Regions from separate parts of the Rattus norvegicus genome. Here region 1 is linked to region 2. Evidence: chromatin contacts called from public HiChIP or PLAC-seq data. All regions are on one chromosome and are shown on one strand. The core of a region is the stretch at or near the end of the contact, and the rest is flanking DNA. Distances in the headings are between cores, read along the strand shown. Region 1 overlaps Nedd4 (NEDD4 E3 ubiquitin protein ligase). Region 2 has its middle 29 kb from the start of Nedd4.

Region 1 (7,021 bases), core at 3,610-6,109, 47 kb after region 2:
AAAACTGTTTCAAAAAAAGTGGAAGGGCTTCTACAACATCTTTGTTTTGAGAAAGGGATTTAACCACGTAGCCCTGGTTAGCCTGAAATTCATAGTAAGCTGCTTTCCTCTGCCTTCTGATTGCTTGGATTAAAAGTGCCCCACTGGAAAGAGGATAACATTTGAAATGTAAATAAAAAAATTACCTAAGGAAAAAAAGTTGTGCCTTGCTGTGCCTGCAAATGTAATTATTTTTAACTGCAGTTTTTCAAAAATATTTAGAGTTTATAAGAGTCATTAAGTGGTCTGCATTCCAAATCTTTTTTTTTACTCCTTACTATCTTTTTAAAATCTTTTTATTGATTCTTTGTCAGTTTCGTATTATGTTCCACAATTCTACTTATCTCCCCACCCCCTCATATCTGTCCTTTGCCCCTGCAACCTTCCCCAAAATAAAAAAGCAGGCAAGCAAACAACAACAAAAAGCATGGGAAGCGTCTCATCGTGGAAGCCGTGGTGTGTAACAGTATATTCCTCTGTCCACACATCTTCATTTGCAAATATTCATTGCCATTGGTCTGTTCAAGATCTCTGACTTCTGTGACACCATCAATATTAGATCATCAGGACTCCTACCAGTTGTTGCTCTGTCTGGAGATCCTCCAGTTTTGGAACAGCAGGGCTGGCCTTTTCCCGTGCCTCAGCCATTCGCATGATTTGAGGTGGGCCAATTCAGAGCCCTGGATCTGGGCCTGGGTGGTAGTGAGCTGGCCAACCCACCAGCTTCTTATCTGCAGTATCAGGGTGAGCTCTCCAGCACTGCCCTGCCTGGCTCAGCCACCCAGTGCTGCCCTTGGCAGGAGGCATGGTCAGCCCTCCTGCTCTCATGATGCCCTCCGGGACGGCTCACCTGCACCCAGGCCTGCTGCCCAGTCAAGGCGTGGACCCCACTCTCCCAAGTGCTGTACTCTAAATCTCTGTCCATTTTACTGATGTGGTAATTAAAGGTTTTAGTAAGTTTCTATAAACCAGAGCCTGTGTGCAGGTCTCTGGTGTTTTAGGGTACAAAATAATAAAAACAATAGAACTGGAAATCTGGTAATTTGAAGATTTGGACTAAACTACTACTGAAACTTTTGTTTTTACCTTTTAACAGTGATCCTTATGTAAGAGTGACATTGTATGACCCGATGAGTGGAGTCCTTACCAGCGTGCAGACGAAAACTATCAAAAAGGTTAGATTTAGCCAGCTTCCAAAGATTTTTAATAAATTTGTTTTTTCTATGGCAAGTTATTTTAAAAAATAAATTGTACTATTTTTATTGTCTTTTAGTCTTTGAATCCAAAATGGAACGAAGAAATACTGTTCAGAGTAAGTATTTCAGGAAAAAAGTTTTTTTTCCTCTGTGGGTACCATAAGTACTCATTTATAATATTCTAAAATAACATCTTGGAATGTGCCTAGAGTTTTGGATTTTATTACTTATGTGTGTGTGTGATGTGTCTGTGAGTTAGGACATGCAAATGCCATTTCTGTGTGTGTGTGTATACATGCACATGCCTCTGTGTGTGTGTGTGTGTGTGTGTGTGTGTGTGTGTGTGTGTGTGTGTGTGTGTTGGTGATCAGAGGCCAGCTCTGTGGACCTGGCTTTCCCTCCACCTTTAGGTCTAGGGGTCAAACTCAGGCCAGGCTTACATAACAAACTAATCAGCTGACACATTGCACTGGATCCAAAATTTTTAAAAGAAACTTTAAAATCTTTTTCTGAGACAGGAGTCTCACTGTGAGCGATGTTTGTTGATGTGTTTATATAAAGATAAAGAAAGGGGGCGATATGTTCTATGGAGGTATAGTGAGGTGTGGGGGAAGGGGATGCCTCTGCTGAGACATCTCTTCTCCCCCTAACCCCCTAAGGACCAGCCACAGGGTATGGGGAGGGGAGTTAAGAGGGTAGTAGGGGCAGAGAAAGGCCGAGGTTGGGGGTAGAGAAAGAGGAGTAGAGACCAGCAATCTGCAGGTGGAGAGAGGAGGGAGGGGATGGGGAATGGAGGTGGGGGCAAGGCAAGAGCAAGAGAATGAGAAGGGGGCAAGCAGCCCCTTTTCTATCAGGCATATCTGGCTGTTGCCAAGTAACTGTGGGGGTGAAGCTTAGAATGTTAACATTTGGTCTGAACTAGCTCCATAAACTCAGAGATTTACCTGTCTCTGTATTATGAGTGCTACGATTAAAGGTGTGTACCACCTTGCCCAGTCACCCAGAGAAAAATTTTGAGATCTAAAATTAGGGGTTGGAGAGATGGCTCAGAGATTAAAGGTACTTGTTGCTCTTACAGAAGACCTGGGATTCAATTTCCAGCACCCAAATGGTAGCTTACAACCATCTGTTAGTACAGTTCCAGGAGATCCAGTGTCCCGTTCTCACATCTGCGTGTACCAGGCACACATGCACACAAAAATTCAATAAATCTTTTAAAAGAGAGTTAACATTAGGAGCCCTCTGATGGTACAGTAGGAACCATTAATCTTATTATGAAAGATAAATAAAGGCGATTGATGGTTAAAGGCCATTGAGAAGCTGGACACTTGGTGTGCTCTTAGCCTACTTTAGTTGGGAGCCTCCTGTGGATAAGTAGATGTGGCTCTTACACACCTTTCTTGACCTTCCAGCCTTCTTACCTCACCCCACCTCAGATTCCAGCCCTGCTATTCCAGCTCCCAGGAGATTCTGAGGGGCATAGTTCTCCACCAGCCCTTTCGGTTCCCTGCAGGGTGGAATTGCATTTCCAGTGTCTTGGCTGGATCATTTCTGCTTGTATTTTCCTTAAAATAGTTTTTTTGCCTCATTTTCCCGTTTGCCTGTAGGCTTAAGCATGGCCAGTGCTTTTAAAAGATATCTTCCTTTCTGCTCTTTCAGTATACTTTCCACAGCTCTGATCTTGCTCACAATCCAGCTGTCAAGCCTGTCTGCACTCCTACCTCTGATGCATGTGCTTCTGAATAAGTACTTATTTTGTTTTATTAAAACAAAATTCTGTATTAAAAAGAGGTAGGTGCTGGAAAGATGGCTCAACAGTTAGGAGCACTGGCTGCTCTTCCAGAAGTCGTGGGTTTAATGCTCAGCACCCACAAGACCGTTCTCAGCTGTTCTTTGTGTACCAAGCTGCTGGCTCCAGGGCCTTTGATACCTCACAGACATACATGCAGAGAGAATATAGCGCATAAAGTGAAAATAAGTGGTCATTTAAAACATTGTATGTGTCTGCAACTGCCTCTGGTGGCCTCTGTGAAACCCTTGGTTTTAATGTAGATAAGAGAAGGGAAGAAGTTGGCCGGCATAGACCCCCGAGTCTGCGTTCCGGTGCATCGCCAGCAAGGCCCTTCTGCTGTTCCTGCTCAGAGGAAGGTCTCCTTCAATCAGGATGTCAGAACGAGCTTTCGAAACCTGTCTGAGATTTGAGAATCTTAAATGGCTCTGAGTTGGTTAGAGTCATTCCAAGAAAAGTGAAACTCACTTGTGGTTTTGCTCTGTCAGCTTTGGGCAGTTTTCTTGCGTGGGTGTTACTTAGGAGAATTTTCAAAGACTTCTCAAATGTATCATTACTTACTGCATTTTTGCTCAGAAATAATGTACATTTTTTTCAGTGAACCAACATTTTTTTGCACATCTGCTCTTATTTTGTGTTACTTTGTTTCAGGACAGGGTTTCTTTTCTCTGTGTAGCCCTAGCTATCCTAGAACTTGCTCTGTAGACCAGTCTGTCCTTGATCTCAGAGAACTGCCGCCTCTACCTCCCAAGTGCTGGGATTAAAGGCATGCAGCATCACCACCTGCCTATTTATTTGATTTTGATTTATTTGATTTACTTATTTTTAAATTCATATTTAACTATTATACATTATATTCATTATAAATATTTATTTACTTTTGATAACATTTACTTGTTAATGAAAGTATTAATATAAAGATGCTACAGAAAGGAATGGACTAAAAACTAAAATTAATCTTTATCTCTACTTGTTTAGAGTTTCTTTCTTTTTTTTTTTTTTTTTTGGTTCTTTTTTTCGGAGCTGGGGACCGAACCCAGGGCCTTGTGCTTCCTAGGCAAGCGCTCTACCACTGAGCTAAATCCCCAACCCCTAGAGTTTATTTCTTTGTTCTTGCTTTTTAACTCTAAGAAAATGTGAGCATTGACTGTAAAAATATCCTCGATGGCTTCAGAGTATAAGACAGTCTTCTCTTTCAGTTCATTTTCCAGGCTGACCTACAGAGTGCGCTATTGCGCAGCGGGACTCCTTTGTCATCAGCCATCGTTCTCAGTCATCCCCTCCCCTGCCCTCTGGTAGTCCTGCCCTCCCGGGCTGGCTCCCTCGTCCCCCAGTTACTGCTGCATTTCCCCTTCTTATTGCTGGGATTCTGTTACCCTCTCCATTTCCTGCCCTGCTTAGGATCTCTTCCTTTGCTGTTAGGGCCCCACGTCTAGTTTTGTGACCTAAACTCTAGACAAACACACGCATACAGTATTTGTCTATCTCAGGAGCTTATTTCACTCATATTTCTAGCTGTATCCATTTTCTTTTCTTTTTTTTTTCTTCCCCCCCCCTCCCCCCCGGAGCTGGGGACCAAACCCAGGGCCTTGCGCTTGCTAGGCAGGCGCTCTACCACTGAGCTAAATCCCCAACCCCTGCATCCATTTTCTTAGTGATTGCCTCCGATTCCACCCTGTGTACGGACCACATTTTCTTCATCCATTCCTCTCCTGCTGTGACTGAGACTATTAAGTGTGGGTGTGGAGTCCCTCTGTTGTGTTAACTGGCTGGGTGCCTATTTAACCTATCTGAGTGGTCCTGGCTCCAGCTTTCCCAGCTCCTCTCTCTGGGGGTTAGGCCGAGCTTCCCCCAGGCGCTTCCCACGGAATCCAGACATTTTGCTTCTTGCCTGTTTTTCCTGGTACCTTTGTCCTTCTGGCTGCTGTACCTGGTTCTCTGCTCTCCCTTTCCTCCCCCTCTCCCCACGTTTTAGGGTCATGACCACTCTTTGCTCTCCCAGATGTGTCTACCTCAGCTATGTGTCTCCCTTTTATCTACAGTAAACTTTGCCCTCCACCATACCCAGCAGTCTACGTCCTTTCCTATCCTTTTTATTTCTTTTTTGTCATTAACCCAAGACTTACAGCTGGATCAAATGGTAGTTCTGTTTTCAATTAATTTTTTTCCTGTTTTCAGGGCTTTAAAAGTGTTTAGATTGATTTATTTTATTATATTTGTGTGAGTGCTTTGCTTGCTTGTGTGCCTCTGCACCACATTCGTGCCTAGTGTCTGTGGGGGCCAGAAGAGGGTAATGGCTTCCTAGGAACTGGAATTACAGATGGTTGTGGACCACTGATGCTGCCAACCGGATCCTCTGCACAGCAACAAGTGCTCTTGGCCACTGAGGCACTCCCCAGTCCCCGGTTCCCTCTCATGTTTGTGGCTGCACAAGTCTACATTCCCACCCACAGTGAATAATGACTCTTCCCTCGAATCCTCCCCAGCATTTGTTATCATTCATTTCCTGACATCAGTCCTGAGGCTGCAGTGGGAGAGAGTCCCTGAGCAGTTGAACTCTTTAAAGTATACATTGGCCAATGTGTTTCTTCTTTGGCAATCAGCCTACTTACTTGAATGAGTTGATTCTTTTAAAGTTTAATTTTTGTGGCTCTCTATGTGTGAGGTATTAGTGTCCATCAGATGTGTGGCTGGCAGACATTTCACTCCATCTGCAGGTTCCCATCACGCTGGCTTTTTTTTCCTGTATAGAAATTCATATAATCCCACTTGTTATCACTGTTTCTTATATTATTAGCACCAGAAAATTATTGCCTATATTTTCATTTTAAAGTATGTTCCCAGACAGTTTTACAGAACTTACATTAAGGTCTTTGGATTTTGAATTGATTTTTGTATAAGATAGGGGTAAGGATCTGGTTTCATTCTCCTACTTTGGAAGTACACCAGGATTAAAGCAGCCAGGTCTTCTCCACAGTTCTTCACAGTTGAGTCCAAAATTGGGTGACTCTTCTTTGGGTTTATTTCTTGGTCCTTCACCTCCATGCCTGCTTTGTGTTCCCAGAATGGTGTTTTGTTTTCTTACTAAGTAGCATTGTTTCTTCTGCTAAGGATGGTATATTGTTCTAGTGACCATTGATAATAGCTGTTTCAAGTCTGTTTATTTCCACTGAATTTTAGATTTTTTTTCTAGTTCTGTGAATCATTTTCATTGTAGTTTTGATAGGGATTGGATTGATTTTGAAGTTGGCTTTTGGTAATAGCCATTTCCACAATATTAAATCTAGTCTCTGGGAGAGTTTTTCTATATTCTTATATTCAGTAATGTCTTCGACCTCTTCAGTGTCTTGAACTTTTAATTAGAGGGGCTTTTACCTCATATGTATTTAAAATTTTTTGTTAGATTGATTTATTTTATCTTATGTGTATGAGTGTTTTTTGTTTATGTTGTTTTTTTTTTGCATGTATGCATGTAAAGCACATGTGTACTTGGTGTCCCTAAATATAAAAAGAAGGCAATTACTTTTCTGGAACTTATGGTGATCTACCGTGTATGAGGCTGTGAGTGCTGAGCCCTCTCTCTAGCTCCACAGGTTTCTGTTTTGTTTTAATTTTTTGCTTGGCAAGTATTACTGGTGTCTAGAAAAACTATTGGTTTTTGCATATTGATTTTGTAGATGCTGCTTTGCTGAGAGTGTTAATCAGATTTTACACCTCTTCTGGTGGGGTCTTTAGGGTCTTTTAAGTAAAGGATCAGTCATCTGCAACGTGATCGGACTTCTGTTTGGGTTCTTTTCTTTCTTCCTTTTACTGGTGAAGCTGAGACTTATAGCACTAAATTGAATAGGCATGGAAAGTGGGTGCCCTTGTCTCCCTTGAGATTTTAGAGGTTATGCTATTAAGTTTTCCCAGTTTATCATAATGTTAGCTAATGTTTGTTGTGACAGCCTTTATTATGTTAGGGTATGTTCTTCAGGGAACTTTGCCAAAGTCCTTT
Region 2 (7,670 bases), core at 3,107-5,606:
CACTTGTCTACGTTTGATTTTTTTTTCTTTAAGTAAACCTAGGGGTTGGGGACACTACTCAATTGGTAGACTGCTAGATTCAGCCACTGCATTAACTGGGAAGCAGAGGCAGCAGGATCAAGGAAGGGGGCTAGAGAGATGGCTCAGTGGATAAGAGCACTGACTGTTCTTCCAGAGGTCCTGAGTCCAGTTCATGGTGGCTCACAGCCATATGGAATAGGATCCAATGCCTCTTCTGTGTCTGAATACAGTGACAGTGTACTCACATATAGAAAATAAATCTGATCCCATCTGCTGCCCTCTTCTTGTATGTCTTAAGACGGCTACAATGTACTCATGTACGTAAAGTAAATAAATAAATCTTTAAAAAAAGGAAGTTCAAGAAATAGACCCGGAGTGAAGGAACCTTACGGTATCAGTTTTTGTTAAGTTTTGCTGCCATTTCCAGGTTTGTTTCAGAATTGTGTTAGGTAAGCACAAAGCGGCATGCTGTTCTCCAGTTTGACCACTAGATGGAGATTCTGTCTTCTCACCAGCTCAACTCTTGAATAGTGTTTGTCTAGTGCAGCACTAGGGGCGCTTGTGACCAAATCAAAATGCAGACAATGCAAGAATGACCTTATCGTCTAGTAGAGATATGAATTTAAGAATCTATATTTCAAAGCAACATAGGGCTTATAATTCTCATTTTGTGGTTTAATTGGGGGGGGGGGGCTGTACTGGAACTTGCTTTGTAGACCAGGCTGCCCTCGAATTCACAGAGGTCTATCTGCCTCTGCCTCCCAGGTGTTTGGATTAAACATGTGCACCACCACCACTTAGCAATATTTCTATTTCTATTTTATTTACATAAATCTTTTTTTTCAAGTCTAGGTCTCACTATATATCTCTGGTTGTCCTGGAACTTACTATGTAGATCAGGCTGGTCTCAAACTCATAGAGATCCACCTGCCTCTGACTCCTGAGTGTAATTAAAGGTATATATCACTAGTCCTGGCTTATAGATATTTATTTCTAAGTTTAAAACATTTATGCTTTTCTTTCTATGTTGTGTAGGCAGATTTGGAACTGAACTCTTAATCCTCCTGCTTCAGCTTCCTGGATAGCTGGGAAGACAGGAGCATACCAGCACACTCAGCTTCAGTGTGTGCTATGAAGTCAAAATGTAAACAAGACATCCTCTAGAGCTAAGAGCAATTCCAGAATGTTAAGAGACTTTTGGATGGTGTCATATCTAATTTTGACTGTCAAGTAGAATCCCAGTAGGTTGAAATGAAGAGTTATTACATAAGAGGACAAAATCAGGTTTCAGGTTTATATGTGTATAATATATATGTGAAGGGGTGAGGGGTGGGGAGAGGGGATGGTATGAAGAACTCTGGGAGGGGGGAAGAAGGGTAACATTTGGGATAAAGTAATTTAATAAAAAAATGCATGTGTGTACACACACATATATCAAAAGGGAATTCTTAGAGTTTTATTAAAGTGGCTTACAGTGTTCTGAGTAGAGCAACAATGGCTGTCTCTTGACAGAAAGGCTAAGAACCTGGTTGTTCAGTCCTCAAGGCTGGGTGTCTCAGCTGCTCTTCAGTCTGTGTTGAAATCCCAAAGAAGTAGGCTTTAATACTGCTGCAGCAACACCCCAGAAGAGAGTAGATGAGCTTACCATCCAGAGTAAGGAAAGTAGGCAAAAAACAAAGCTTCCTTCCATGTCCTTTTATGTCAGCTGCCACAAGGTATGACATAGATTTGGGGTGTGTCTGCCTACCTCAAATGATCCCATCAAGAAAAATCCCTCACAGGAGTGGCCAGCTACTTGGGTTTTAGTTAATTCTCGATGTAAATTTCCACACAGCATCAGACACTCCCCACTGAGTGACTAGGATATGAATTTCCTGAGAGCAGAGAATCCTTAGCATTGTGCTTGACGCACTGGTAGCATTTTGGGGTATCCACCAGAGATGAGTATTTGACCATGGGTTTAAGCCAATAGAAAGGTTTTATTAACCTGCCCCAACTACACTGGCTGTTCAAGATTCCAGTGTAGCCTGAGCCTTTCTCAGAGTGAGCTTTCAAGCACACAAAAAAAAAAAACCCATATCTTGGTTTTGACATACTTTAGTTAACAAAAACAGTTAGCCAGAAGTGGAACTGTAGACGCTAAAATGCTAGGTTGGCACACTTAGGGCTCTGCTGGATCCGGTCTTCGTCTTCATTTCTGCAGGTGGCACTGTCTGCATGCTGGGCTTTATGGCATGAATGGCACTTCCACTATGGAGTCAGAAGTGCTAGGTGCTTAGGCCTGTTATAGTAGCTGCTCCAAGGGGAGATGCCGAGCCTGGGAGCCTGGAGGACAGAAAGCATTGGACCAGTTTACTTAGTGTGGGATGACATGTGATGACCAAGTAGGAAGGCAGTGAGGATGATGCAGAGTCATTTTAGAGGCAGCCTGGATGTTGCAATAAATATGTATAAAATGATAAAGTAAGAAGGCTGGAGAGATGGCTCAGGGGTTAAGAGCACGGACTGCTCTTCCAGAGGTCCTGAGTTCAAGTCCCAGCTACCACACGGTGGCTCACAACCATCTGTAGTAAGATCTGATGCCCTCTTCTGTTATGCCCTCTTCTGTGTATGTATGTGTGACAGTGTACTCACATACATAAAATAGGTAAATAAATCTTTTTTAAAAAAAGAAAAAATGGAAACCCAAACTTATTTTTCCTACCTTTATTCCACTACAAAAGTTACTCATGCTATTAATTTGAGTTGCTTAAAAGAAAAACCAAAAAGCAAAAGAAAGCTAGATGGTGGTGGCACATACCTTTAATCCCAGCACTCTTCAGCCTGATCTATATAGTGAGTTCCAAGACAGTTAAGGCTACGTGAAAGAGCCCGGTATTGAGAGAGAGAGAGAGAGAGAGAGAGAGAGAGAGAGAGAGAGAGAGAGAGAGAGAAAGAGAATATGAATGAGAACCAGACATGGCACCACCTGCCTGTACTCTGGATACTCAGAAGACTGAGTTTTAGGGATCACAAGTAAATGCTGGGCTAGGTTTGGCTATGTAGTGAGACCCTGTCTCAAAAGACCAAGATAATTATAGTAATTATTATAATTATAATAGCAATAATATAAATTCAATTGGTATAAGTGAAGGGATATGGATTACATAAAGTAAGGATATTCAGATACTGTTAGGAAGGTAGGTCTAAAACAACAGCCTGTACGTCTCTCTACGAGGTTGTTACTTGAGCACCTAATGTATATTGTTCCAATATAAACTGTCCAGATAGGACAGAGCTTAAAAACTGGTAACTGGGGATCTGATGTAGCTGTACAGGACCAAAATAGTCACAAGACTGTAACAGCTGAGAACTCTGCACATGAGCAGATAGACCAACAAAATGGCTGCCTCTAAAGCAATATGACGGACACAGTACCTTTGGGGCTTTGGTAGTAAGAAGTTTTGAAATATGTTTATGTGCTTTTGATTTTTGTATTTCTTGCTCATGACTTTTCCTCTAGTTTAAACATCACTGTTTTTCAACGGTTTCAACTGTTCCAGGGTTTTTATAACAGGAATGCAAAGAATTACTCTTTCCCTCTAGAACTTCATTTCAGAAGTAAAGGTCTTCAAAGTCAGATCTCCATTAAACTCTAACCAAGAAAACACTTCAAGAACCCTCAGTGAGCCAGGCAATGGTGGCACACACCTTTAATCCCAGCACTCAGGTGACAGAGGCAGCCTATGGAACCAAGTTCCAGAATAGCCAGGGATACAGAGAGAAACTCAGTCTCAAAAAAAAGAAAAAGAGGAGGAGGCGGCGGAGGAGAAGGAGGGGGAGGAGGGGGGGAAGAGGAAGAGCTTAGCTGTGAGTGCTTGCCTGGTTTGCACAAAGCCCTGGATTCAATTTCCAGCACCATATAAACCAGGCACGGTAATGTACATCTGTAACCTCAGCATTCAGGAGGTAGAGGAGATCAGGACCTCAAAGACACCCTCTGCTACCAAGTGAATTTGAGGCCAACCGGGGATCCAGTAGATTGTCTCAAAACAGCAACAATAAAAACCTGGGGGGATGGGGGGTGAAATACTGAGCAGATAATCAGATGTACAAAATGGAGTCAGCGAGAAAGCAAACTAGACGCTGAAGTTCTCTCAGAAACCGATCACAGCAAGACCGGAGAGGCTGAGAGATGATCCTGGGTGGAAGCTGGATCCGCAGTGGAGCGCGGCAGCCCCCACCACTTTCCTCTCTAGCTCAGAAAATAGCCAGACTTCTCCAGGCCCAGCTCACGCTGGTGTCTCAGGGGGATGGACCTAGCTAGGGTTTACAGATCATGTGACCTGCAAGCGGCAAGCTCCGGAGCTGAGAGGGGGATGGGGTGAGGGCAAGAATAACTCGCTGCACAAACAGGCCCAGGGCCTGCGGGTTGATAAGAAGGGGCCCCTTGTTCTGCCTCAAACTTACGAAATATCCTCAAATATCTCGACCTGAGGCATGGTATAGTATGGTTTTTAATATAAACCATACGACATGAGGTCATTGCAATTTCCTGCCACACAAAAAGGCAATAAAAGCCCTTCCTGGTTAGGGAGGCGGAGCCTAGGGAGAAGGCCAGGAGGGTGGAATTCTCCAGCTGGGTGAAAGGGAATCTTAGAGGAGAGGCAGCTCAAACATTCTTTCTGTCTGCGGACTTGGAAAAACACACCACACCGGAGGGGGGTTGCAAACAGAACAGCAGAGCAGGAGGAGGGTGGGCGAACAGAAAGGAATGTAGCTGGGGCTTGTGAGCTTCCAAGGGTCCTGAGTATCCTAGATAAGTGTTACTGCATTTGAGGCCCCAGACTGCGCCTCAACAAGCCTTGCTTTGCCAACCGTCCTCAGTAAGCCAATAAAAGCAGCCCAATTAATAGTGGAAAACAGAAAGACGAGATTTTTATTCAATGTGGTCACACTGAGACGGACAAAGAAATCTAGTGAGCCCTTCGCATTTATCTTGGGATCCTGAAATAAGGTTCAGTTTTAAGTAGGGGCCAAGCTAAGCAATCAGTCTGGGGCAGACTGTGGTGCCCCCCCCCCCCCCCCCCGCACCGGCTGTTCCCCCTCATCTCTCCCAGATCACAGTCTGACAAACTGCGAATCCCTTTCCTGATTTTTTTCCCCCTCTGGCTGGCCCTAGCTTTAGACTTTCTCTTCTCCCAGCATGAGGTTCAGGTGGTATTCTAGTTTATTGGGGCCCATTATTTCAATCGTCTGATGACCACGGGGAAGGACCAGCCATCTCTGCTTGGCTGGTTACAATAGGTTTAGTGCCTTTGGGTGGGGTTCACAACTACTGTGAAGACCTGAGGATACCAAAGGCTTGGACTTAATCTGGGAGGGCCTACACTCCTAAGCAAGAGGCACAAGGCAAGTACGGGAGGCATTCAGGGCAGGAGATAGCAATCCCAGCAGCAAATGGCGCCCACAGCAGAGAAAGTACCTTAGTGGAGGCCAGCAAGGGGCAGAGGGTAGAAGGTAAAAGGACTTCCCTCCTCAGTGTAGAACTAGGTGGTGTCCTGTACCACCTGCTGCCTGACGCCTGAACTCAACCTGAAGTATGGTGGGAAAGAATTACTGAGGAGTGTCTAAAGTAGGCTCTGAATTAACTAAATATGAATCCTGGTTGCTTTTCCAAAAGAAAGTCTAAACTAGAGGTGCCTACATTTTCTTAAAGGGGCAGGGTGAAAATTTCCACAACTTATAGGATCGGGGGCTTTCTGTTTTTCACCGACATAATAGCAGAGTTAAAATATCTTTGCACTTGAGTCATTTTAATCATAAACTTCAAACACTTTCAGGCAAGTGTGCCAGCCCTGAATTTAATTAAAAACACACAGCTGTGTCAAGGTGCACACATCTAGCCCCAGATATTCATGAGGTTCTTCTAAAATCAACCTGTTCAACATGGTGAGACACCATCTGAAACAAAAGCCCTAGGGAACATACACAGGCACACATAATAAATCTACACAGAGAGCTACACACACACACACACACACACACACACACACACACACACACACACACACAGAGGCGGGGGGAGAGAGAGGGAGAGTTTAGACCTTCGATCTCCTTTTTTGTACTAGGTTAGACCAGTTGTTCCCACGAGCAATGCATAACATTCTAATGGATCAACTGCAATCAGCCAGCAATCATTTTGGGAAAGAAAACAAACCTTGGCTTAAACATTCCAAGCATCAGTCCCAAATTGCAGATTCACTTCTCCTAATACATTGTGTGAGCCCCACAAAAACATTTGCTCTAACCCACTTCTCTGGAGGCCTCTGTGGAATGTTTGAAGACTCCTTTCTCTTTTCACAAGCCCTGCAGGTTCACTGAGGAACCCTTGGCTTCAAGTAAAATTCTCACATCACCTCCTTGGTGGCTCACTCTCCTTCCCTGGCTACCACCAGCCCTTGGGAAGTTCAACTACAAATCAGAAAGAACTCCATTGATGTGCAGAGGGAAAAGGCTCCATACAACGTTTGGAGGACCCCAGGTAGATGTGTGCTGTATGCTACCATATTGTGCTAGGGTCTTGTTTTGTTATTTGTTGTTGTTGTTGTTGTTGTTGTTTTTAAGATTCTTTATGTATATGAGTACACTGTCTTCAGACACACCAGAAGAGGGCATTGAATCCCATTACAGATGGTTGTGAGCCACCATGTGGTTGCTGGGAATTGAACTCAGGACCTTAAGAAGAGCAGTCAGTCAGTGCTCTTAACCTCTGAGCCATCTCTCCAGCCCTTGCTTTGTTTCTTACTCCATTAATGTAGCATTCCTTCAAAGCCTGGCCCTGGTAAACCCAGTCCTGACTTTATATTAACAGGGATAAGCCGCCATCTTTCCCCTTGTGTGGCTGTGTGCATATGTGTATAGGCACACATACCTGTGCATGTATGTGAAGGCCAGAGGCGGACATTGGTGTCTTCCTCAATTGGTTTCCACTTTATTATTCTAAAGCAGTGTCTCCCTGGAACTGGAACTCAGCTATCGGACTCAGCTAGCTGGCTGGCAAACTCCAGAAGTCTCTCTCCTAACTGCCCCCTCTTCCCCATTGCTACCTTTCTGTGGTAGAATTACAGGCTCACACTACCCCTGCTTGAAATTTTATGTGAGTGCTGGGGATCCAAAGCACTTCACCCACAAAATCATCCCCCGGCCCCTGTCTTTCCTTAACAGAAACAGAAAGCACAGCTGATTCTTCAACTTGAATCTCCTCCTCCTAAAGACAGGATCCTTGGCTGGCTAGAAAAAGGCTATGGGCTTTTGCTCCTTGTTCTTTCCCTTTTCCCCTCCTTTGTCCTTCTCTCCCCATTCCCCTCCCCCCTTCCCTCCTCGTGCTTATGGCCGGCCTCTACTCCTCTTCTACTCTTCTTCTCTCATTAAACCTTTCCACATGGGAAAAAAAAGAAAAGAAAAAAAAGAAAAGAAAAAGGTTATGGGCAACTAAGCCCATTTCTCCCAGACTGTGTGGCTGGCCTTCTTTCCTCCAAGACCAAGTCTTCCAGGCTGCTCTACCTCAAAATCAACAATGAAGATGGTCCTTCAAACCTCGATGTACCGTCTCAGTCTTTCAGGCTCCCTTGAGCCTCTGCATTTGTGGTCCATGTTACTTTATGACT

The links. HiChIP or PLAC-seq counts read pairs in DNA pulled down with a chosen protein or histone mark.
Region 1: an H3K27ac HiChIP or PLAC-seq map of oligodendrocytes shows a contact between it and region 2, with 2.4 times the contacts expected there. The contact joins two enhancer-like sites. A contact is called at or near these places in 8 of 12 Hi-C or Micro-C datasets (the Rat2 cell line, Schwann cells, kidney and 3 more) and 1 of 1 datasets of contacts at active chromatin or transcription factors (oligodendrocytes).

The regions. Positions count from the first base shown.
Region 1 is chr8:82,278,727-82,285,747 of GRCr8, forward strand. It overlaps Nedd4 (NEDD4 E3 ubiquitin protein ligase), which reads left to right. Exons shown (of 29, transcript NM_012986.1): 4 at 1,136-1,214; 5 at 1,313-1,351. Among named protein-coding and RNA genes, the nearest start is that of Nedd4, 17 kb to the left of the region's middle. Within about 2 kb of position 4,860, at least 6 of the 93 cell types and tissues checked have an H3K27ac peak or open chromatin away from gene starts, as enhancers often do.
Region 2 is chr8:82,231,880-82,239,549 of GRCr8, forward strand. No RefSeq gene overlaps it. Among named protein-coding and RNA genes, the nearest start is that of Nedd4, 29 kb to the right of the region's middle. Within about 2 kb of position 4,357, at least 87 of the 93 cell types and tissues checked have an H3K27ac peak or open chromatin away from gene starts, as enhancers often do.